2 separate regions of the Mus musculus genome follow, and region 1 is linked to region 2. Evidence: chromatin contacts called from public Hi-C data. All regions are on one chromosome and are shown on one strand. The core of a region is the stretch at or near the end of the contact, and the rest is flanking DNA. Distances in the headings are between cores, read along the strand shown.

The links. Hi-C and Micro-C count contacts between places; a contact is called where the count stands out from the background.
Region 1: a Hi-C map of muscle stem cells shows a contact between it and region 2, with 1.7 times the contacts expected there. The contact joins two enhancer-like sites. A contact is called at or near these places in 2 of 484 Hi-C or Micro-C datasets (brain and muscle stem cells), 3 of 115 datasets of contacts at active chromatin or transcription factors (astrocytes, embryonic basal ganglia and embryonic stem cells) and 1 of 9 other capture datasets (embryonic stem cells).

What each region holds. Positions count from the first base shown.
Region 1 is chr13:44,382,027-44,387,739 of GRCm38.p6, reverse strand. All of the region lies in intron 2 of Gm33958 (a long non-coding RNA gene), which reads left to right. Among named protein-coding and RNA genes, the nearest start is that of Gm33958, 15 kb to the left of the region's middle. Within about 2 kb of position 4,274, at least 9 of the 459 cell types and tissues checked have an H3K27ac peak or open chromatin away from gene starts, as enhancers often do. A contact at or near this core is called in muscle stem cells, where this site is marked.
Region 2 is chr13:43,897,837-43,903,732 of GRCm38.p6, reverse strand. No RefSeq gene overlaps it. Among named protein-coding and RNA genes, the nearest start is that of Gm23117, 28 kb to the right of the region's middle. Within about 2 kb of position 2,817, at least 38 of the 459 cell types and tissues checked have an H3K27ac peak or open chromatin away from gene starts, as enhancers often do. A contact at or near this core is called in muscle stem cells, where this site is marked.

The DNA.
Region 1 (5,713 bases), core at 3,025-5,524, 480 kb before region 2:
TTTCAGTCAGCAAATTTTATGTGGCCCATATGACTAATGGTTCCTCGGTTCCATGTCTCTTCTTCTGATCTATGGGTGAGTGAAGAGGCTGGGTGTCTCTGCAGCTACCTGCTAACACATCTACAGCCAAAACCAAATAAGAAAATGCAGAAAAGTTTTTATTCCAAGAATGTCTTGGGCTGGGGATATAGCTTAGTGGGTAGAGTACTTGCATGACATGAACAGTGTCTTGGGTTCCATCCTTCAGCACTGCATAGAACCTCACCACTTCTGTAATCCTCTCACTGCTGTGGTGGGAGGAGAAAACTCAGAGGTTCAAGGACATCCTTAGCTATGTAGGGAGTCTGAGTACAGCCTGGATTACATACCATCCTGTCTTTAACAACATAATCATTTGTTTCACAAGGCAGCCCCTACGCTGTTATTTTGCCCTATGAAGCTTCTCTAAGTCTTTGTATTTCTGGCACTATGGGTGAATAATCTAATCAAAAAATGAATAATCTTTCTAGTGGAGGAGAGGGAAAAGACCGTATCTTGGACACTAGGGAAGCTTGAAGCATCTACATTTCATACCTGCTGCAGTGTGTTCACGACCAAAGGTTATACAAAACACCAAGCGTTTGGATCTCTTGATATGGAAAGTCAGCAAAACTGCCTCGTGCCATTTTCCATTGCTCTTCCAAGATCACATCTGTTTGGAACTGCGTGTAGCATGTGTTCTGGGGAACCTGTATGAAATTAACTTTTATAGCTGACTTTACAAGCAGGATCTTTTATTGTCTACAACTTGGCTGGGGTTCAGGAAGTTCCCAGGATGATTTACTGTTATATGCGCGGATTGTATGGTGGTTGATGAAACCAAGATATTATTGAACATATGCAGTCATTCTGGCTACAGCCAACAGGTCATCTAAGCCTTTTATCTGAAAGGATTGAAGCGCTTGCGTTGCAGGAGGGGGATGGGGTGTTGAGTATTTTAAGTGAAATAATTACTTGCAGAACCAGAACGGTTGTGTCCAAGCCTAGAATTCCTTTCTGTTTGCCAATCCTGTAAAAGCTTATTAGAATCTAGAATACATTATTTCAACAAAGATTTAAGGACTATCTCTCAACTAAATGCATGATTACATTCTTATAATATCTCAGATGGTTCATTCAGTTTATTTGACTATGGCATTGAGAATATAGATCACGAATTTAAATTTCTTTTATGTTTTCTAATGCAACTCCACCTCAAGCCTTTCCCAAGTTAACAGAGGAGCTCTTTTAAGGTAACATTGTCTTCATGTAGCTAGAGAAAAACTTGGTAAAGATAGTGATAGAAATAGTGGAATTTCTCTTTAGGAGGAGAAAATCCTCAAAAACTTGATTTTATGTGGTGGATCAGTAGAATTTCTTTCCTTCCTTCTTTTCTTTCTTTCTTTCTTTCTTTCTTTCTTTCTTTCTTTCTTTCTTTCTTTCTTTCTTTCTTTCTTTCTTTTTATTTATTTTATGAGTACGCTGTAGCTGTCTTCAGACACACCAGAAGAAGGCATCAGATCCCATTACAGATAGTTGTGAGTCACCATGTAGTTGCTGGGATTTGAACTCAGGACCTCTGGAAAAGCAGTCAGTGCTCTTAATCCCTGAGCCATCTCTCCAGCCTGAGAATTTCCATTTTCTTTTCTTTTTTTTTTTTTTTTCAAGATTTATTTATTTATTTATTTATTATATGTAAGTACATTGTAGCTGTCTTCAGACACTCCAGAAGAGGGAGTCAGATCTCCTTACGGATGGTTGTGAGCCACCATGTGGTTGCTGGGATTTGAACTCTGGACCTTCGGAAGAGCAGTCGGGTGCTCTAACCCACTGAGCCACCTCACCAGCCCGAGAATTTCCATTTTCAATAGTAGCTTATCATTTGATTAAATTGGAATACAGGAAAGAAGAGGGTTAAATATAATCCTAGGATTTACACTTACAGTATCAAAGATATTTGATCATATGACAAAACTTTAGAGAGCAATGTAGCCTGTCTCAGCAGAGAGCTAACTGATGTGCTTGTTTCAGTTTGAAACTGATAGTTAAAGATCTGGGAGTTTCAGATGAATCTGAAAACTAAGGCCAAAGTCTGCAGACATAGGCTATGAGAAGCCTTGGATCCAAATTTCTAGTTATTACATCATGAGGAAACAAGAAAAATCCATAAAAATTATATACATTTTTGTCTACTGGGCCATTTGTAAGATAAAGTGAATTAAACTTGGGTGAATGGGGTTTTGTGGCTTTGTTTTACAAGATCATACTATGTAGCCTAGGCTGGCTTTTAACTCTCAATCCTCCTGAGTGTTGAGATTAGAAGCATGTGTCACTACAATCCATTTTCGGTTGTGGGAAATATTAAAAACAAGCCTGCCATCTCTCTGAGGGGCTGGACCATGCTTGCTTGTCCAGGGAGCTCCTGGTTCTTCCTCAGCCAGAAACCCATGTAGTCAGCAATCCCACACTCCAGTAGCTAACTGGAACCGCCAACCTCATAGTTGCATGTCACAATACCCAGTAACCAGATAAAATCAAGACTCTTAAAGCATAATTAACCAATCAGATTTAAGTATCAATAAAATCACAATTTACAAGAAGCCAATAAAATAATTTCAGAGCCAATTGATAATGATAAAAGCTTTATCCCAATATTTCTAGCCTTGTGAAATCATAGCTACTTGTGGCTAGCAAACACCATGTGGGTTCATGTCCGCAGCCATCTTCCTTCTTCTCCTACCCTGAGTCACTCCCTGTCTGAGCAACTCTTAACTCTGCCTCCCTTTTCCCTGTCCAATCACAGACCTGCCCTGCACTAATGTAATTGGACAGGGAAAATCCTGCGACAGTTTTCCCCTTTACTTAATGTAAAAACCAACTCTCTGGCAACAGAATGTGAAGCTAAGTTTGGGATCCTGTTGAATCCTCACAAATCTCCAAAGTATTTTTCTTTCTTTAAAATGGAAGTTATCTATATATTTACCATTCTATTCACTGTCATAAGGAGTTTGGATGTCAATGGATAACCATCCTTTCCCTTTCTTCCTTCCTTCTTCCCTTCCTTCTTTCCTTCCTTCTTTTCTCTTTTCCAGTTATGTGGTCCAAGCTCTTCTAACTCACCATGCATCTCAGGTTGGTCCTCAACTGTGTAATCTTCCCACTCATTCTTTCAAGTACTGGTGTAACGGGCCTGTGCTACCACACATGGCTTTGTACAGACAGGAAATCAAAACCTGAATCAACAGATTTAGCATTGATGACAAAGCAGCTTAACATTAATCCCACGCATGCTGGTTCATGTTTCTGTCCTCAAGCTGACCATGGAGCAGAACTGAGTCCCAGTGATGCAACTGTCCTTTCGATAGCCTGAATTTATCTTCATCTCTTTTATCTGTTAAGATGACTATTTGATGGATTAATGTTAATAAAGTTTAAAAATACCATTTATTTAGCATTAGGTGTGTGAGTCCCTGCCTGAGTACACCCATTTCACAGAACACATGTGGAGGTCAGAAGACAAGGTTTGGGAGTCAGTTCTCCTCTCTAGTCACATGGATTCTTGATATCAAACTCAGGATTCAGGCTCGGTGGGCAGCCTTCACCCGCTGAGCCATCTCACTATGTTCCCCAGGCAGAGCAACATAGCTTCTGCTATCAGTGTTAGACAAGCTCCTTCACCAAAGGCCATCAAGCCAGGACAGTATGGCTCTGGATCTTTATGGGCCAGGCTGAAAGGGATCTCTCTGTTCTCGAGGCCGGAAGCAAGCAATCCAAGAGCCCATCTTCAGCCAGACGCATCTCTTCCTGTAGAAAGGGAGTCAGCACATTTTCAAAGTGTTCCGAAACAGTCAAATGGGAGTCATGTTAATTTGGTGTAAAACTTCATGTGGCGTATTACTAATGCCAAAGAACAAAGCAGAGAGGATCTGGTGACTAATTACTAACAGCACTGTCACTATTTTATGTAAGTGTGAACAAGGATCATATGTTTCTTATAGTTGGTCCTTGTTGACGCTCTCTGTCTCGCTGGTTAAAGCGTGATAATGAACAGCAAGTAGAACACTGAGAGCTGCTGCGGGCTCCCCTCGGAACAGTATTTTGTACTCGCGCCCAGAGGTTCTGGGGGCCACGGACGTTCTTTAAATACATGCAACAGTTGAACACTGGTGTTTTAAAGCAATCTCACAGACTTGAAGCAGGAGAGCCTGCTGTCCCTTTAAGGGGAGGCCGCTGTGATTTGGTACTGCTGCATGCTGTGGCAGAGACAACCAGATGGAGTCACGGTGCTGTCCCAGGAACTTGCAATTGCTGAGAGTCCTAGGTCTTGCTACAGAAATAGAACACATGATAGAACTTAGCAAATAAAAAGCTATATGCTTTCAGGGATTCCAGGAGGGGAGTGGGATTTGATATTGGTTTAAGACCAGAGCAGTGTCCATGAACACTTGGGTTGGTTTTCTTTTATCGTGTGTGTGTGTGTGTGTGTGTGTGTGTGTGTGTGTGTTTGTGTGTGTTGAGGTTTGAACCCACTTATGGTAAACAAGTACTCTATTGCTAACTTACATTCATGTATGTATGTGTGATGTGTGTGATGTGTGTGTGTGTGTGTGTGTGTGTGTGTGATGTGTGTGATGTGTGTGTGTGTGTGTAAATACTTTTTCTTTAAGGTCTCACTAAGTTACCTGAGCTGTTCTTGACCATGCTTCAGAGCTCAGGTAGGCCTTGAATTTCCAGTCCTTTTGCCTCAGCCTCTCAAGTAGCAGAGATTACTAGGTTATACCATGAGGCCTTCTCTAGCTTATTAATACTTTAAAATGATGTTTATATTTAAGAATCTTGAGGAGACTTAACACTCAGGACAAAACAAAACAAAAGAAAAATCCCCCCACCCTTCCAGACAAGACCTGAATGCTCGTGGAATAAAGGGTTCCTGAGCAAGAGTTGGTGGTTCGTGTGTTTAAAATCAGAGAGAAGGTGGCAGGGTAGGTGCTTTATACCTTAGATCCCAGTATTTGGAGAGCTGAGGCAGGAGGATCTTGAATTTGAGGCTACATAGGTTGTCGCAAACAATAAACTCCCAAGAGAAGAGATGCTAAAGATGAAGGCAGAATAATTTAAAAGAAAAGACTTGAATCACGGAATCTCAAAGTGTGCTCTAAGGGGACCACAAGACAATTGTTCTGTCTGTCATTTGCCCGATGGGGTGCAGGGCTGTTAGGAGCTTTCAGCTGTTTAAAGGAAGAATGGGAATTAGGTTGGCCTCCTAAGCCTCCTCCTGCCCAGTGAATGGAGAGGTCTCTCCTGATGCCACTTCCTTAAAATCTTTCTCACTTCTGAGTCCGTCCCCACCAAGACAGCATCTCTGAGAGGGATCTCTGATCTCACTCCTTGAGACATCATCGCATTTATTGTCTACTGTGGCTTCATCTCACATACCTTGAGCTTGAAGGATGCTCCAACCACCTCCTCTGGCTGTGGACTGGACTCAGAAAACCTGGTTGTGTTATTTTCCCTGTCAAGTCACAGAATCCCATAGATCTGCTCTTTTATTTATAAAGTTAGAAGAATGGCTGGGTGATCTCTCAGGGCTCTTTCAGCTCCAAATGTCTAAGATTCTATTTAGACTCATTTGAAGAGCAGACAATGGAAGCTATTTTTTGGTCAGGCTGGTGACTGCCTTTTTATATGCAAATGT
Region 2 (5,896 bases), core at 1,568-4,067:
ATCCCCAGGGCAGAGAATGCCCTACACCAAAAAGTAGCTGGCTTCATTCAAAGAAGGTGGCACTGGGTGCCAGAATGGTAGGAAACTGCCTTTTAGTAGGGCTGTACAAGGCCTGACCTGAACTGATGCCAACAAAAGAGAAGACAGAGGCAGCTGGATGCTGGCCATGGCCATGTGTGGGAGTCATGTGTCCTTGGCAACCTGAGTTCTGTTCCCAGATCTGACAGAAGCCTGGAATGGTAGGTGTTTTATTGTTTCTTTGTTTTTGTTTTTTTTCAGTGTCACAGTGATTCCTTAGCTGTGAAAGGTGGCACTTAGATATTGTCCCCAGTTTGTCTTAGGAACAGGGGTCAGAGGAGAACACAGTGTTATAGCACACGATACAACCTGGGCTCTTCTGGGACTTATCTCCTTTATAAGAATTTCCCATATTGACTCTGCACTTTGAGTATCAGATTGGCACAGACCCCACACCTAATACCCAAGTGAACTAGACGGGTGTGTCTGCCCTGGCCTGAGTTCTCACTCTCCATGCATTTCCACTTGAGGTCTTAAGCTATCTTGAGCTAACCCAGATCCTGAGGATGTAAGTAGAGTGATTCCATCTTGATCATTTGAAACTGGCCACTGAGAGCTTCTCAGAGATCTGAGGAGACAGGTGGGACCAGGAGATGATGTTGGGGTGGGAGGAAACAGTCATCTTGTGGGCAGTGTAAAAGATGTAAACCCAGGGACCAAGTCCTCCTTCTGTATCCCATACTTCCTTGTCCAATTAGTGGGACAAAGGTATTTAGGGGAAATGTTTGGGGAACTTTCTATCGGACGTCTGAGTCAAATTCCCAAACCATGTAGAATACGATAGAGATCCTCAGTTTATCTTTAATGTCAAAGTCTGCATGCATGTCCTCTTCTGATCCCCTGTAGAATCTATGAGTATTGTGTAGTTCTCACCTACAGGTGAGGTGATAGGAAGCTGTGCAGTTTGTTCAATGTCTAGTAGATGGGTAATGCTGAGGCAGGACTCAAACCCACACCCGCCTAAATCCCAGCCCTTGTCTAGCTCTGCCTTCTGCTCTGATGAGAATGTGACTATCAGCTCATGGTCTCCTCCTGTGAGTCACAGGCACTTCCAGAATGAAAGACTCTGCTTTAGACAAGCCACTCATCCACACAGGGAGACACACCCATTTATGTGTAGCCCACAACAGTTCTTAAGGGTTTCTTCAAGCCAAATGACTACTGTCCCTGGCAATAATGATCCAGTGTATAAAGGACTTAAACAAGGATGAGAAAGCAATTGGTTGGGATCTATAGCTATCATTCCTAGGTACAGGTTTTATAGAGTGTGAGCTACATACTGTAAGTATACAAGTCAATATGTTTGGCCCAAATGTCACCTGTATAACCACCACACTTAATTTACCAACCTACTACCATTATTCCAGAATTTTCCTTTTTCCTCCTTTCTACTCAATTCTTACCCCACAGATACCCACCATTCTAGCACTGGAGATCAGTATGCCTAGCACAGGTCTTTCAAAGTTAGAGCTGTAGAGTCCGTACATGTGTCTCACTTTTGGGCCTATCACAGTTAGAGCTGTAGAATCTCTGCATGTTTCTCACTTCTGGGCCTAGCATATTTTTGAGCTTCTTCTCCTTTGTTGCAGATATCACGAATACCATTCTTTTTGTGGGTGAGTGTTAACCCAACTTGTTCACCCTGTTGATGAGTATGTGAGTGCTCTGATTTTTGGCGATTACTCGTGAAGGCAGGATGCTTTTCTAAGTCTCTTTATGGTCACACACTCCTTTTTCTTCTCTGGTAGTGGGATGCTAAGTCATTGACAAGGGGCACATGCAACCGAAATGTTTAAATTCTGTCAAAGAGTTCTCTGCGATGATTTTTAGAAGGCCAGGGTCCTTGCTTCTCCACATCATCGTCTACATCTTGGTTTTTCATTGTATTTCTGGTGACCAGCCCCTCATTTCCCTATCAGCTAATGAAATTAAATAACTTTTCACAGTCTTAGCTAAAATTCATAGCTTACTACAGAATTTGTTGCTCCTATAGATAGGACCCAGTCTTATTTTAGGAGGCTATTTGCATAATAAATAGGAAAAAAAAACCTTGGCGCCAGACTTAGGTCCACATCTTCATTCTGCCACTCACTATCTCCGATGACTTTTGCCCTGGAGTTCATCCTTCTTTCCTCGTTCCCATGTCCTTGTAAGGTGTCCTTCCTCCTCTCTCTTCCATGCAGAGCTGATTCCTCTAGAGAGAACAGGAATCCTAAACTGAGCCAACTAGATCCCTCCCTGGGAAGTCTGAGAAAGAAGAGAGGGATGGGTGGAAGAGGGAAGAGGGAGGACGGGAGAGGATGGAAGAAGAAGGGGGGACCAGAAGAAAGAACCCAGCAAAGGTGTTTCAGATGCTAAATCAATAACAATGGCACTGAACACCGTCCTGGACACTGTCAGCACCCTTGCCTTCAACAGATGGACCACTCAGTATGAAGGGAGCCAGTCTGCGTGACAGAGGAGAATTATTCAGACTGCAGAACAGCGTGCAACGATGACCCTGATGAAGGGCGGTGAATGTTACTTTCCTTCTCTCTAGAGGACATCACAGGACTCAGTGGTATGTGCTTCTGGGAAGGCCGAGTCTCTCAGCATTTAATCAGGATCTTCCTGCCTCCAAGTACCGTGTATCACTTCCTGGCTTGAAGCAGTGAAAATCCCCTGTGAGAGTCTCCGGTCTCGCACTTCCCCTGCTGGGGCAAATTCATAAGCTTCACGTTGAGATGACAGATCCAACAGTACAGAAGCAGCTGAGTCCCTGAGTCACCACACAGAGGACAGCTGTCCTGGAGAGCCACACAGGCCTGAAGGCTGGGAAAAATATAGCGTTTGTTGTCTTATGCCATGGAGATCTTGAAATTGTCATAACTTAGTTCATCCTTGTTCATAGCCTGTCTGAGCCTTAGTTCCCTATTGGGTAAAACGGGGATATGTTTGTTATTCGTGCATGAAGTAATGTCGTCTTTGAGGTAGTTTCCACGGTACCTACACAGAGAAGCATTGTGAAGAAGCATAATTTCTTCTCCTTAAGCATGTGTGATCTCCTGGCCCAGTGTGTTCTAGTACAGTCTACATCTACCAGATACTTACATCAGTAGGATCCAGTCAGTGTACATACAGTGTCATGGGACACACATTCACATTATTCTGAAGGGTTTACAGCCATGTCTAGAGGGATCTGTGTGGATAGGTATGGCTTGTCTTTGTCAAGGAAGGCGAGAAGGACTAAGGGTGACACAGGGCTGCAGACTGATTTACCCCTGCTGCCAAAAGCTACAGATCTCATTTTGTTCACAGGGAGTGGGGCCAAGCACCCAGGGCTCTTGTGGGATGCTCTCCTCTTCTTCCTTGCTGTGACAGATGGACAGTAATCCACAAGCCAGCACTGAGGAGAAAGAAGATTGCCCTGCCAGCTGGTCCTAAAAAAAAGAAAGCAAGGAAAATCCATGTCTCTGTGATATACTGAAAGCACCAAGGTTTAGCCTTGGACATCCTTCCTGCACCCCATGTATGCATGTCCTGCCAAACCGGACTCTGTACACTTCCACACCACTATTCATGTGTGTGTGCATGTGTGTGAGTGTGTGTGTGTGTGTGTGTGTGTGTGTGACTTGAAAGGACCCAGATAGAGCTGTCTCTTGTGAGACTATGCCGGGGCCTAGCAAACACAGAAGTGAATGCTCACAGTCAGCTATTGGATGGACCACAGGGCCCCCAATGAAGGAGCTAGAGAAAGTATCCAAGGAGCTAAAGGGGTCTGCAACCCTATAGGTGGAACAACAATATGAACTAACCAGTACCCCCCAGAGCTCGTGTCTGTAGCTGCCTATGTATCAGAAGATGGCCTAGTCGGCCATCAGTGGAAAGAGAGGCCCATTAGTCATGCAAACTTTATATGCCTCAGTACAGGGGAACGCCAGGGCCAAGAAGTGGGAGCAGGTGGGTGGGGAATGGGTGGGGGAGCGTGTGGGGGACCTTTGGGATAGCATTGGAAATGTAAATGAAATAAATACCCAATTAAAAAAATAAATAAATCTTAAAAACAAACAAAAAACAAAACAACAACAACAAAAAAAAAACCACACACACAAAAGACAACAAGAATTAAAAAAAAAAAAGAAAAGAAAAGAAAAAAAAGAAAGTCATACTGGGGCTCAGCAAAACTCATCATCATTCTTTCCTACAATTCTGTTTGGCATTTACCACACTTGGTGTTTACAGTTTGAAAGGCCTCCCACTATGGCCAACACTTCACTCTCCAAATTAGCATATTCACCCAGCCAAAAAGGACACAGTCATGAGAAAAGGATTTGACACTGACATCCATGTCATTTTACAAGCTAAAATGACTATGTGATCCTGTAATCATCAACTGGGCCCAACAGGGAACAGTTCTACAATGACAGTTCCTTGAACGGACAGAGGGAAGTTTCCACGTTTACCGGTATCTGAGGCCTCAGGTTGGTCTCCTCAGAAAACACAACGCCTTTCCCGGCAGAAAGGAGGTTCTCTGGCCTTGAAGAGTCTCCAGGAAGCTCTTACAGGCTTGCTTCAAGCTGATTTTGTCTGAGATATAGGACAGGCACAAATGAACCAAAGGAATAAGAAATGACTCATCTGCCTTCTTATCTACCTGTCTTCAAGCTCCAGTCTACTAAATGGCCATTTTCATTTTTACATTTCGTCCTCTGAGCACTTTGGTGGGGAAAAGGGCAGATTTTCTGGAAATGTATTTTGTCTATTGAGAGCCCCCAAATCTCAGTCTAGGGCCAGAAATATATATGTGTTATACATACTTCCTTAAAAGAAGTCAGGACTCTGTATCTTTGGGGTTGAACTGAAACCAACCTTCGACAAAATTTGAGTATTTATTGGTGAGTGAGATGGCGTGAGACCCCATTTCCTTCCTCCTGCAGGTAAGGGGTTTCCCCTTCCTTTCGTCAGGGGCATTCCATCTGTGAGTGTGACATTTGTTTACGTTCAGGGCCATGCCTGGGAAGACAAGTGGCTGGGTCTTTCCTTCTTAGTATTTGGTGTTCCACCACACACAGTACGGTTATTCAGGGTTAACATGTTTTCTTTCTTGTCTCGAGGGGGATGTTAAGAACCTTACAGCTCAGCTTCTCAGCTGTTGACATTGGTTTGTTGGTTTGCTCTGTTGCTTTTACTGGTAGCTGAGTTGAGCTTGAAGAGAGAGGACCATGTGGCAGTGAGTTGGGAGATGCATTGCAAAGAGAACTCTCTGGAAAAGAGGATGGCCACAGTATGTTGTCAGACTAGATATGGAACCCCAAAAGTGGGAAAATAGGGGGTTACTACATGGCTTCTAAGTGCAATGGGCTCCCAACTTGAAGAAGATAAGCCTACCCAACCACCACTAAGAGATGAGAGCAGGGAAAAGTTGTTTTCCTGACTGACAAATTCAGGAGTACGCTTAGTTCGAAATCGTGGACAATGTGTTCAAAGAGTTCAAGTGATGGACTGAAACATTTTGGGACATGCTCAGCTTTGGTCATGAAATTTCCATTTTTAAAAAGGAAAGAATATTTTGAAGATGTGTTTGTATGAGTTGCCCCTAAAAGTGCCTACCTTACTTAGTGACAAACCATTGCTCAGAGTAGAATTCACACAATTGAAATGTATTCTAATGTGTGTGTTTGTGTGTGTATACACACACATATATATGTATATATGTATTATATGTATGCACATCTATATACATATATGTGCACATATATATACATACATATATGTATGTATGTATATATATATATATATTCTAATACCCTCATTTAAAGAGTAGAAAGAGATGAATTTT